Regions from separate parts of the Anser cygnoides genome. Here region 1 is linked to region 2. Evidence: chromatin contacts called from public Hi-C data. All regions are on one chromosome and are shown on one strand. The core of a region is the stretch at or near the end of the contact, and the rest is flanking DNA. Distances in the headings are between cores, read along the strand shown.

The links. A called contact is a pair of places that touch in the nucleus more often than the background predicts.
Region 1: a contact with region 2 is called in a Hi-C map of liver, with 2.0 times the contacts expected there. The contact joins the promoter of MPC1 here to the promoter of RNASET2 in region 2. A contact is called at or near these places in 2 of 7 Hi-C or Micro-C datasets (both in liver).

What each region holds. Positions count from the first base shown.
Region 1 is chr3:47,423,362-47,430,097 of Taihu_goose_T2T_genome, reverse strand. It overlaps MPC1 (mitochondrial pyruvate carrier 1), which reads right to left and starts at 3,926. Exons shown (of 5, transcript XM_066994130.1): 1 at 3,806-3,926; 2 at 911-914. The coding sequence starts at 3,876.
Region 2 is chr3:47,061,463-47,068,124 of Taihu_goose_T2T_genome, reverse strand. RNASET2 (ribonuclease T2) reads right to left here and starts at 1,357. Exons shown (of 11, transcript XM_013186780.3): 1 at 1,241-1,357; 2 at 894-1,117.

The DNA of each region.
Region 1 (6,736 bases), core at 2,677-5,176, 360 kb before region 2:
CTCAAGTATCTTTTCCTAGTGAGACAAACCTCATTATGGTCTGTGGAAGACTTTCCTGCCCTGTAGACCTCAAAGCATCCAAGATCCCACCCTAAGCTAGTTTCAAAAGATGCCAAACATTGAAGTCTTGCTTATTTGCCTACGACAAAGCTGAATAACAACAGTTTCTCTGTGAAGGTTTTTGAAGAAGCTGCTTTGAATTCTTTGTATACCTACATTTAAGTAGGTCAAACAAAACACTGCCAGACATCTTACTGTCACTAAGTTCAGGCCAACTGTGGCTGGATTAAGTGAGTTATAAGACATTTTCAGCGACTTAACATGCTACTTAAATGAACTCCATAATTGGTGTGTAAATGATCATATAGTTACTAGATAATTTAGGTAATAACTTAGTAATCTATGCATAAGTGCTAGACTACGGTTAATATTTAAGATTGCTTGCTACTACATCTTTCAAAATGCTTTGGAACTTTTAAGCATTTTCTTCCTTCTATCCTGATAGGGTTCAGCTCCGAATTATGACTTAACAGAAACAGGCTATTAATAGAAATCCCGCTGCTGACTGATTACTGCTTGTGTCCTTCTGCAGGAATAGCAGAACACTTGCTAATGGGCACTTCCATTGCACTGGCTTCAGTGTTCACTTACCAAATGCCCAGAGTAAAGCGAACGGTCAGGTCTACTCCAGGAGTCCAGCTGGCTGTGCACTTCAGTGCATCTTTGTTACAAGCAGCGTCTGATTCAAGAGGTTTTGTGGTTTGTCCTTGACTAGTCTAACCACAGGTTCTTTTGTTTTTGTATTAACTGATCTTCAACAATAATTAATTGAGGTTTTTGGAGGACAAGTGCGCATTTTACCTGTTTCACAAAACCTCAGCCAAACAAGTTCAAATGCAGTTCTCAGCACAGTGCTTCTGTGCCAACAGAAGGCACCCTCCATTTTTCAAGGGGAAGTTGTTTTCATGTAAATGGGAGCCTAAAATAGAATCACACAGCTGCTAGCAGGGTGGCCAACTCCAGCTAAGGTCTTGAAACCATCCGCTTGCTCACGTGAAACCGCAACAGTTACTGTAGTCCCCGAGCAGGGCAGAACAAGGTCATTTAGCTCTTCAGAAGCAGACATCTACCCCCAAAGCTCTGCAGGTAATACCCTGTATTTGTTGCAACCGTATCTGAAACCAGGATACCACAGCACAGGCATCTGTTCCTGCAGAGATGCCATTCCAAATTAGCAGCTTCCAAGAACTACATTCAATCCCCTCACAAAGGGCACATTTTGTCCACAGTTCTAGCAACATCACTGTTGGATTTACTCACTGAGCAACTACACTTTCTGCACAAGCATCCAGACATCACTGGGGGAACCAACATCTGGTCAATACTTGATATTGCTACTATAGGCCATACCAAAACAGTTACATTGTGGAAAACGTATTTTCCACAAATTTGTGCACATCTTCCTCATGCTGTCACATTAATAGGCAAGAGATGATTCTGCAGACACTGCCACCCCCCAGGCAGAAAGGGTACTACTCCTCTGCAAGAGAGGCAGATTGTTCAGCTCTCAGAGCACACAAAACCATGAGAGCAAGCCCTGTGCCCTTCAATTTCTAGAACAAAACTAGGTTTTTTCTTTTTTTTTAAGATAGTGTCCTTATGTTTAAAAGTTTACTAGTGAGGAGAACTGAAGATCAGCTAATTCAAGTTATACTACTAATGTTAATTGAAATATAGTTTAGGAGTTGTCTAAGACTCTGTTTAAGTCAACATAAGGGCTCATGCTTCACGAAGAATGAACCACCTCTCTATTTCAAAGCCATCTATGTTCAGTCACTCTATTTACATTATTGCTGAGTTATCAGGAAGACATTTCAGAGGTGCCCCAAAAGACGTAGCCTCCATGCTTGCTTTTCTTTCACTAGAAAACTTTAGGATTCCTTGGGATTCATTGTTGCTAATGCAATTTAGGCTTCTGCCATGAGAAGATCCCAGAGCTTGCCCATAGTGGCCTGTAGGTCCTTTTACTTCAGAGAGGGAAGAAAGCTGTTTTACTGAACATTTTCTAGAAGACATCACCTTAAACCATTAGGACAGGAAACAGAGGACTCAGTTGCCTACTATTAGCAGCTTCGATTATACAGCTTTAGTGATAGCTGACCTTTTTTTAGGATCTTCAGAAAAATGCAACTTCAAGTTCAAAGTATAGAGCACTGTCAGGCCTTCATATGCTAATCAGCTAGTCTGAAGTTAACATTGCTGCTGCATTTTACATGAAGCAGCAAGAGAAGCTGTACCTACAGCTTACATTCTTACCATGTTTACTTTAAAAGCATAAAGGCAGTTAGGCATACTATAGTTAGATGATTTACAGTCGTTCAAATCCCTATTAAACACCACTTCAGAGAAGTCAGAATTGAAACTGGCAGAGCACTTAATAATTAACGACAGCTTTAAAAGCAATTTATCTTGTTTCCTTGAGCAAGATCCAGAAGGCAGCTGATGACATAACACAGCACTGGTGCCAGATGTAACCACCTGAGAAAAGCAGCATGCCTTCATTACACTGGCTTTCATGATTTCCAGTGACAAAGCTGAAACCGAAGCTGCTTATCCTGATAGATGTCTGTAAGATTTGACTGCCCCAAGCCATAAGTGTCACACCAGGCACTGCCACACTGAATTCCACTGCTTTGGGTAACTGCAGTTATTCTATCTAGGGTCAAGCAGTTGAGCACAGCACAGGTGTTGCAAGCAGGAATTCCAGTCACCTCTTCCCACAAGTGAGTTACACATTCCAAAGCCTTGCTTTACTGTAGCGATTAGATGCTGTTTTCTAGAACATATATCATAGTCTCATAGCTTTGAGGAAACCCTTGCTCTGAGAGAGACAAGAAGAGAATTTTCTTTGGGACAGAAAGAGTGCTGCAGGCTGGCGAAGCAAGGGCTTTCAGGAAGGAATGCAAAGAGACACAGCTCCTAAATATACACAGCTCCTAAATATACACACTGCATTTCTCTTACAGCAGAGACTACAGTCCTTTGTTGACAGCTATCTAAATGTTAATCTCAGCAAAGGGCACAATCAAGAACACACACTTGGCTCCTAGAAAGCAAGGAAACAATGCTGAAAGGCTGCAGTGGATGGCACAACTGACTTATGCCCTTCATGACATACTGAATAACAGAAGTACAAAGTAAGCAGGTATCTTCGTACACCAGGCAGGACTCATCCCAATAAGCAAGAACTCCAAGGAATGCTTTTTTGCAATACAGCCTTAGCTTATTTCAGGACTAGAACAAAATCCAGCTCATTTTTTCCCACTGCCTTTAAGCCTTTGGTAACGAAAGAGATACCTCCAGCTGTTAACCTTGGTGGCACTAGGAAGCAATCACCCCTGCCAGCACTGGTTTGTTTCTTTACTCAGGGTGCAGGCTGCTGTTTTACCATGAATCCAGATGAGTTCTGGAACACCTAACTAAATGCTAATGTTATGAGCCGCGCCTACGAAGCTTACCCAGGCCCTCAGAAGGCAGGCACACACGCAGCAGCCCGCTCTGACCTTCACCTCCCCTCAGGGCCGTCCGTCCCCTCTCCCAGGCGGGCCACCCCGGCGCTATTGACCCCCCAACCACCTCGCAAGCTCCGAGCTTTTACCCTGCGGGTTTACCCCGCGGGCAGCGGCCCGTCACACGACACCCGCCCCCGCCCCCCCGGGCTGCCCCCCGCCACCCCCGGCCCGTTGGGCCCACCGCCTCCCGCCGGCCCACAGCGCGGTGCCGGCGGCCCCCTGCCCGCCCCCACCTCATCAGGTAGTCGCGGAACTCCTTGCTGCGCAGGTACTCCACGGCCTTGCGGCCCAGCGCCCCCGCCATGGCGCCACCGCCGGCCGGCAGCGCCCGCACCCGCCGCTCCCGCCGCCCGCCCCCGCCGCCCGCTTTATGGCCTCGCGCGCACCGCCCCCGCCTCCCCGCCCGCCGATCTCGCTTCTCATTGGCTGGAAGCTCGAGGCCCCGCCCCCTCCTGAGGTGAGGCCCCGCCCCCTCTCTGGCGTTCGTTGTGGCGGTTGGGCTGGGGGCGTGAGGCGGAGGTGGGGCGGGCGCCGCCATGACGGTAGCCACGCTTCGCGAGGGGCGGCGGGGGCGCGGCCGGCACGGGCCGGCTTCACTCCCTGCCGGGGCAGGGCTCGCGGCCGCAAGCACTTTCCATTTCCTACGCGAGCAGAGGCTGCTTGTTTGGAGTGGCAGATAAACTCTAACCCCGCTAATAGCGTCTCCATAAAGCTTGGGGTGGTCAAACAAATACCTGCGTGCGAGCGGCTCCGTTTATCTTCGCTCGCTGCGCTAGAGATAGTGAAATGGGTGTTTATCTGCTCCGACTGTTGGCCGAAGATTTGCAGCCTGGGTTTTACAGTCTGGAGCTGCGCTGAGTGCAGCCAGGGCCATGCCTGTGCTCTGCAGGAAACCCTGGCGACCGCTGCTGCTCTATCCCCTTCTGCTTCCCTCCTCTTCCTGGCAGGATCTTGGGGAAAAATAAAAAAATAAAGGGAGTTCTTCCCCCTTCTCCCCTTCATTGCTTGCTTGGAGGGCAGCAGGTTTGAGGAAAGGCAGAGTCTCTGCACATCCTCTCCTTTTTAGATACCCTTAACATGATACACCACCACACAGTCACTGCTGTGTGGGAAGAGAAGCTTTAATCCTCCTGATACACAGCGTTACACAATGCCAAGATGTAGCCCAACATATTTCCATGGCCTATTGAGGCTCCTCAGTTAGAAACAAGTGTGAATCAGAAAGAGGTCTCAAGGAATCATTTGTCTGAGTTGATCTGACTTGCGCTGAAACAGGAAGGGGCTGTGGAAATGATTCCAGTGTGTGCAAACAGACTGTCACGTGCAGGGATTCCTCATATACTACAAAGCCTCTTTCAGTCAATAGTTTTTGAGCTACAATTTTAACTGAAACAAAGCCTAGTTCTTCTTTACTGAGAATACATGAACCTTTTTCTTGACTGTGTGTATAAAGGAGAAAAAAAATCTTCCATCTGCTTTGGAAGACTCTTTAGAGTTTATCCCAAGAATACACAAGTTTTATCAGCCTTTTCTCACAGGCTTTTTAGTCTTGTATCATTTTCCTTACTCCATCTAGACTCTTACCTACATCTTTACATCTTTCTTAAGACAGTCCCAACGTGGTTCATAACGTTTCAGTCAAACCCTTCCAAGCAGTGCAGAGTCCTTCTCTAATTTTGAGTGTTTTCAATTCTGAGTGTTTTCACTTTGTTTTCAAAATAGTTAATGGAAAAATCATTAACTAGATATGTGCCAAGAATAAACCAGTCACAAGTGACAGGCCCTACCAGTTAAACAACAAAAGCAGCAAGCAAGCAAGCAATGATTTGAAGTATGCTTTTGCTGCAGTTCTGTATGTGCTTATAGTGGTTTTGTTTACATACTTTTTTTTTTCTTTAGGTTTCTTGTGTCATATGGGATAGTGTTAAATGCCATTATCAGAGCTAGACCATTTGACTTGCAATTTACTGTATCGTTGTTGACCCCTTCTCTTCAGACACGTGTTCTTCTCCAGTGCCAGACTGTCCCGTCCTCTCCATGAGCTGGGCAATGATCACTGATGATCTCAAGTCGCTTCTGCTACGGCCTGGTGGCTCTCAGAGCAAATTTCATCAGGTCCTGTCATATTTTTGTCTAAAATATATTTCAACCATTTTTTTTCTCCTTGTCTGAACAATCATTTTATCAAATTTTCACTCTTCATTTAGACCTACTTTGAGTTACTATTGTCATACTTTCACCTTTACTGTTTATGGGCTCTTTTTGCATTATTCAAAGGCTCTGCATTTTTCTTCATCTTATTTTAATTTCTAATGCTTTTATCAAACTTCTTTGCTCATCTTTTATGCCCTTTGATAGCTGAAAGTGATTTCATGCCTTACCTTTTCTGATTGAGTTTTCTGCAGGCTTGGCACCATTTATTTATTTTCATCTATTCATATGTCCTTTTTTTCCTACCTATTGTATGTTCCCTTTAGATTTTAAGGTCACGATGTTCTTCTGAATAAGCCAAGCCACTTACGTCTGGGGTTGGTTCCTATGTGTCTTCCGATCATAATAGTAATTGTAGCTTTTATGTTTTGTTTTGTTTTCAGACAGATAGGTCCCCTGCAATCTTTTATCCCTTAGATTGTCCTTACAAAAGCCCTACCTGCCATTTTCTGGTATTTCTTCCTGGAATTCCCATTGCTTTCATTTATTTCTCTTTAACCTTGTACTTTTGACCTCTCTGAGGAGATCTCTCTGGAGTTTATTAGGCTGTTCAGTTATTCTTGTTTTCCCTCAGCCTTTGGCCAGGTCACTACTTTTTAACTCCCTTGTTGACTTTTGTTAATGGCCATCTTTACTTTAAACTCTTCCTCACTAGATTAGCAAGATGGTGCCCTTGAATTGCCTTCCTTGTTTTTAGGAGGTAGACTCTACAGTTGTCCACCAGTTGCTCTACACAGGACATTCTCCAGAAAAGAGGAGATCAGAGGCTTTCTACAGATACTGTTTGTGCAGCTCATCATTTTCTTCCTGCCAGCACACATCTGCCCTCTCCTGAACTGCCGCCTGCAGCTGGTGGGATGGAAGAGAACAATCCCGGCTCCTTCAGCTTTGCTCGTGCAAATCTGAGGTGCTAGAACACCTAGCACTCACATTTTTGCATACAAGGACACATA
Region 2 (6,662 bases), core at 108-2,607:
AAAGATTGTAATTAGGAGAACCTACTACTTAAAAATGAAACATGCACAGAAGCACAAAGTCACTACTTGAAACTTTAGTCTATTGACTCATTTTCCCTATAGATAAAAACCCAAGTAATAAGAACAGCTTCAGGATGATTCTTGGTTTACTGTGTCTGGATACTAATGCAGAGCACTACTGTGTGTGTTTGTAACTGTCAGGATGAGCCCACTTTCAGCTATACAAACATTGCTCAGTGCTGATGTCAAAATTACCTGCCCAGACTTAACAAGGACTTGGCAGAACTTGCTTTTGTAATAAATACTGACAGGATCTTTAACATGTTTACTACTGTTTAAATTCTAATACAGCACGTTGAAGAGACTGTTGACATAGCACATGCTTCTTTTGGATGTCAGCAATTAACTTTATTCTACTCCCTTACTTTCGTTTTGGCTTTTAACAACTAGCTTGACCAATAAAGGTCATGTAAAGTTTCCTGGTTTACATTTAGTTCAGGCATATAGACTCAGAGAACAGAAAAGAGGCTGCAGAAGAGCACTTAGGCATTTGTGAGAGGACTTACATCGCTAACAGCATAGTTCACAGGCTGCTTGATGTCGGCAGCAGTGGCTAGAGAGCACAGGGCAGCTCAAGCTACCTGGCAGCTAGCAGTGCAAAAAGGAGCACCCAGGTGTGGTGCCATCTCAAGCAGGGGAACACACGCTACCTCTGCCGCAACAAGTTAGACAGCCATGTTACTAAACCCTGTGTCAGAAGCACTAATTTATTTCTAGCAATGCTCTCAGGTCTAGCAGTTTTTACATTACCTCTCCTGGCTACCCCCTCTTTCCAAGTCTAACCTCTAAGTAACTAGAAAAGCACTTTAAAGATTTCCAAACGCAATACTCACGTCCACTGTCACTGCAGCTCTTTAGCAGAAATTTCTCGCCACGTCTCTCACAAAGCAGAGCTGGGGCAGGAGGGCTTTGGAAGGAGCCTGGGGCGAGCTCGGTGCTGCGCTCAGCAGCTCCGCTGACTTCCTGGGGAAGTCTCGAGCAAGGCTGCACGTGTGCTCTGCTCGCACATTAACCCGCACGCTGCTCCACTTCGGGCGCGGCGTTGGAACTTTTTTTCCTGTGGGGAAAAATAAAAAATAAAAAAATCACATTTTAATACAGAGACATTTCTGCAAAGAAGGCAGCACAGCCAACACCTCAGAGAGATGACTGCAAGTGACAAGAGGATACCAAAACTGACAAGTGTTCGTGTCCACCCCCTCCTCCACCTCCTCCTCCTGGCCCCGGAGGCTGAGGGCGGAGCGCACCCGGGCCGCCCGCCCCGGAGGAGGCCGAGGCCGAGGCCATGCCCGCCTCCCCGCCGGGGATCGAGCTTCCGCCCGCTATGGCCGGGAGTCACCGCCTGGCCTCCAGGCGGCCGAGGCAGGGCGCTGCTGGGCCGGGGTGTCCCGGGGAGGGGTCCTCAGGCCGTGCGAGGCCGCTGCGTGCCCTAAGTGTGCTCAAGCCGCGGGTGAGGGGAGCTAAGGGACGCTGGCACGTAGCTGTGCTTCCTCAAAATGCCGGGGGAGGCTGGAAACGCCGGCAGTCGGGTTTGGAAACAACGGGCCGCTTCCCAGGGAGAGGGAGCCCAAGGCAGCGATCACAAGGATCCCAGACAAGACTTGGCTGGCTTCTTTGCTGTGGCAAACCACACAGCAAACACCCGTCTCTCTGGTGATGCGTGAATCGTAAATGCCATGTGCGATCGTTAATGCCTATTGTGTACTTTTGAGCTACGGGGGATATGTCGCAACCGTCCTCCGTGAATACGCTTGAGAAATATGTGGGCAGATCTACTTCCACAAGCAAAACAGCAGTTGTTTTGAACAAAATAATTACAGTCTTTGTGGTAAAGTCTTTGTTTAAAGTTGCATTATTATTCACTGGTAACATATTCTAGTTATGTTTACACAGTAACAAGGAGGATGAGGCAAAACTAATCTTTGCCCACCTTTCCATGGAAACATGAAAATGTCATGCTGAATGGAGCCAGTGATCCATCTGCTGTTGTCCCTGATAGTGTCTGAGGTATCAGAAGTTTCAGAAACTTTGTTAAGAGTTAAAAATAATAAAGTTCTCCAGAGCCTTGTATTCATCATTGCTTCTTCTCCCGCTGTTGCTGAGGGCATCGCCGCTCCATCTGGTACAGAAATCTTCGTCACTGCCCATGTGGAGCCAGCAGACAAAGCACTGGGTTATTCTCTCAACCTCAGACTTTATATTTGCAGAGGATGGATGAAATGAGTGAGCTGTGCTGCATGTACAGTACAGCTTGCAAGGTTTTGTGCACCAATGCTGATCCTGTTCTGAGGCACAAGAGGGATTTACACTCTGAGGCTGCAAACTAACACTTTGCATTTTGGGTAAACTAAGCCCAAAGACAAGTTTCCCCTTTAAGGTGGTTTTAAAGAGAGGTTCAAAGCTGATCTGAAATTATGTAGGTATGTAAGTTATTAGAACAATGAAGCAACGCTTTTATGACACGGTATCATTACAAAATAGTGTATGTTAATGGAGGCTATTATTAAAATAAGTGTTTTGGCAAATACGAGAAAGGTAGACAAGGGAGAGCGACTTTGGGTAGATATCACCCTAAGAATTTCCATTTGATATTTGTCTGTGTACTGGAAACAAGAAAATTGTTAATAAATCAAAAATCTTAAATAAATTGTTGTATCAGATGCAAATGCTGATACCTTTAATGAAAAAGAAAGCCAGGTTCTATTTTCAGTGTTTTCAACCTTTTTATGTCATGAATATATGACTACAAATTGGTGGAGACTGAGGTTACGACAAAACATTTGAAAAATTTCATCTAAATTTTTCATGAAAATATCATTTTCCTCAAAAAATTCCAAACAAACTTAATTGTATCTTATACTTGTAATGAATGCTGAAATGTTTTGTTTGGAAAACAACAGCAACAACAGCAACAACAAAAAGAGTTTGGCATGATTCATCTTCTTTAAAGATCTTATATAAAACTCTTCAAAACGATACATTTTTTCTATCTTCCAGCAGTTTTCATTCAGATTGGGATTTAAGAGTCAAGATAGTCTATTATGAGACAGTGGAGTTCAGGATCCTAAGGGCAGAGAGGAGTTTTAAAACCTCGCTCATAACCCTGGACTCTACAAAGATCTGCTTGGAAGAATCCTGTAGGATAAGCTCTTGGAGGTAGGAGAGGTCCAAGAAAGCTAGTTAATACTCAAAGATCACCTCATCCAAGCTCAAAAACTCTGCATCCCAATAAATCGGAAGCCAGGCAAAAATGTCAGCAGGCTTGTATGGATGAACATGAGCTCCTGACACAAAAAGGAAGCATACAATTGGTGGAAGCAAGAAGAGGTAATCTAGGAGGGATGCAGACACAGAGACCACAAAATAGCAGTGTACCCCAGAGGTCAATACTGGGTTCACTCCTGTTTAACATAGAATCACAGAATCATAGAATGGCCTGGGTTGGAAGGAACCTTAAAGACCATCTAGTTCCAACCCCCTGCCATGGGCAGGGACACCTCCCACCCGACCAAGTTGCTCAAAGCCCCATCCAGCCTGCTCTTGAACACTTCCAGGGATGGGGCATCACAGCTTCTCTCTGGGCGCCTGTTCTAGTGCCTCACCACCCTCATGATGAAGAATTTCTTCCTAATATCTAATCTAAAGCTACCTTCTTTTAGTTTAAAACTGTTACCCCTTGTTCTGTCACTACACACTCTGAAAAAGGGTCCCTCCTTGTCTTTCCTGTAGGCCCCCTTTAAGTACTAGAAGGCCTTACTCCTCTCCCTGAAGCCTTCTCTTCTCCAGGATGAACAACCCTGACTCTCTCAGCCTGTCTTCATAGGAAAGGTGCTCCAGCCCTCTGATCATCCTTGTAGCTCTCCTCTGGACCTGCTCCAACAAGTCCATGTCCTTCTTATGCTGGGGGACCCAGAACTGAACACAGTACTCCAGGTGGGGTCTCATGAAAGCAGAGTAGAGGAGGAGAATCACCTCCTTCAACCTGTTAGCTGTGCTTCTTTTGATGCAGCCCAGGTTACGACTGGCTTTCTGGGCTGCAAGCACACATTGCCAGCTTATGTTGAGCTACTCATCCACCAGTACCCCCAAGTCCTTCTCTGCAATCTCTCAATCCACTCGTTGCCCAGCCTGTATTCATGTATGGGATTGCCCCAACCCACATTCAGAACCTTTCACTTGGCCTTTTTGAACTGCATGAGGTTCACAAGGGCACAACTCTTGAGCCTTTCAAGATCCCTCTGGATGTCTTTCCTTCCCTACAGTGTGTCTACAGTGTGCACCACACAGCTTTGCCTCATCAGCAAACTTGATGAGAGTGCACTCTTCTCCCTGGTGACCAGCAATAGGACCTGAGGGAATAGCATGAAGCTGCATCAGGAGAGGTTCAGACTGGATATCAGGAAAAGGTTCTTCGCCAAGAAGGTGGTTGGGCACTGAAACAGGCTCTGCAGGGCAGTGGTCATGGCACTGAGCCTGCTGGGGTTCAAGAAGCGCTTAGACAACATTCTCAGAAATGTGGTTTTGTCTTTTGTGTGGTCCTGTGTGGAGCCAGGAGTTGGACTTCACAATCCTTATGGGTCCCTTCCAACTCAGGATATTCCAGAATTCTAAAAGGTCACCAAGAAGATGACTGGAGCACCTCTCCTATAAGGAGAGGCTGAGAGCAGAGACTGTTCGGCCTAGAGAAAAGGAGGATCAGGAGGGATCTTATACATGTACATAAATACCTGTAGGGAGGGTGCAAAGAGAACAGTCAAGCTATTTTCAGTGGTGCCCAGTGCCAGGACAAGAGGCAAAGGGCACAAACTGGAACACAGGAGGTATCATCTGAACATCAGGAAGCACTTTATTCTGTGCGGGTGACTGAGCCCTGGAACAGGTCCAGAGCAACCTGCTCTACGTGTCCCTTCCTGAGCAGAGGGATTGGACCAGATGACCTCCAGAGGTCCCTTCTAACCACAACCATTCTGTGATTCTGTGGTAGGGACTTTCATATTTTGTTTCCTTAACACAACACCTTGATTATTCCCATTGCACAAATAGAACAAACCAATCTTGCTAGACTTTACTCTTAATGGTTCATTAATAAGACAATCATTTGCAATACTCTGATCAGATACATGCATTTTGGAATGTATGTATATTACCATGTCCTAATTTTAAGATAATGGAATTGGTCCATGCATATTTTAGAAAGCCTATGTTTGATTTAAATTGTGTTAAAAACTGTAGTAATGCCACCACAACTTTTTTTTTTTTTTTTGAATAATGCAGTGTTAATTTTATAGAATCTTTTTAAGCCTATATTGGGTTACCATGAAAAAAATGCTTTCTCTTCCTTCTGTGGTAATGTGTTAGTCACATTTACACTGCTGCACAAACAGTAGGAATAATTTTTGTGTGTCTCTTGCAATGCAGTCCTATGATTTCCATAAAGGTAGACTTGGGAATTATATAGGTATAAGACGGCATCATTTTCTTCATAATGGCATGTGAGACTGTCTGAGACAGTACATTGTGTGCTGGATAGGAAGCTGGACAAATAGAATGCTTTGCTGCCCTCTACGTGATGAATATTTAGCAAAGTAATATTCTAGTATTTTGCAGAGCTCAAAAGGACTATCTGTAGGCAGGATTGAAATATTCTACATGTTTTTGAGCTGGAAGTCAGTGTTGCTGAAATATTGAAGTGAATGTTACAAACCACAAATGTTCTTCCACTGATAAATTGTCTTCTAAGTCTAGTGATTTTTTTTCCTTTGCTACGCGAACTCTATCTAGTATTTTGTCAAGAGGGTTTTGTCAGGACAACAAAACATAAGGCCAATACCTAAGTCACATTCATATTTTGAATGCTGGTACATTTGGAATCATTTTGGGGGGGAATGATTTATGTCTGTCAAATATACACCAGAAAGAATAGACCTACTGCCAGATTCCACAGTATGGACTGCTGGCTTAAACAGACATTTCTTGTAACTTTGGACAATACGTGTATTTGTTTTAATTTGGAAGTGAGTGCTGCTGTGCCTCCACCTCACCACACATAGTAGTACCAAAAGCATCCCCACTCATGCCACCCTTGCTGTGGCTCAATAAGAATGGATTTCATTAAGATATAATAGAGTGATATTGCTAATGAAGATATCAGAACTGAAAAGAGTTAATGAACTTGTAGTGACAAAAGAAGGCCGGTCATAGGATTTCAGCCAAAAGTACTGGGCAAAGCAGGACTGGTTGTGGCAGATAACAGCTGAGCCATGGAAGATCTTGGAAGAATGGAAGAAAAGGAAAAAGATAAGTAGTGAAGGAACACAAAACAGAGAGGTCAATTATAGTGGAAGAAGGAAAAGGAAAGGAGGAGGAAGCAGTCTCAGAAAAAATAAAAAGTATTGAAAGCTCTGTGGGAAGCAGATCAATGTGCAGTATGGAGGGAGGCCAAATGCTTGTCTTAAAAGAAAAGGTCAGCAAAGAGAGACATTGTAAGTGTTATTTGTCACTGAACTGTGGTGGTTTCACAGTGATTGCCAGCTAAACTTCACCACACCTCTCTCACTCCCCCTTCTTAGAGGAAAAGAGGGAGAAAAAAAGATGAAAAGAGG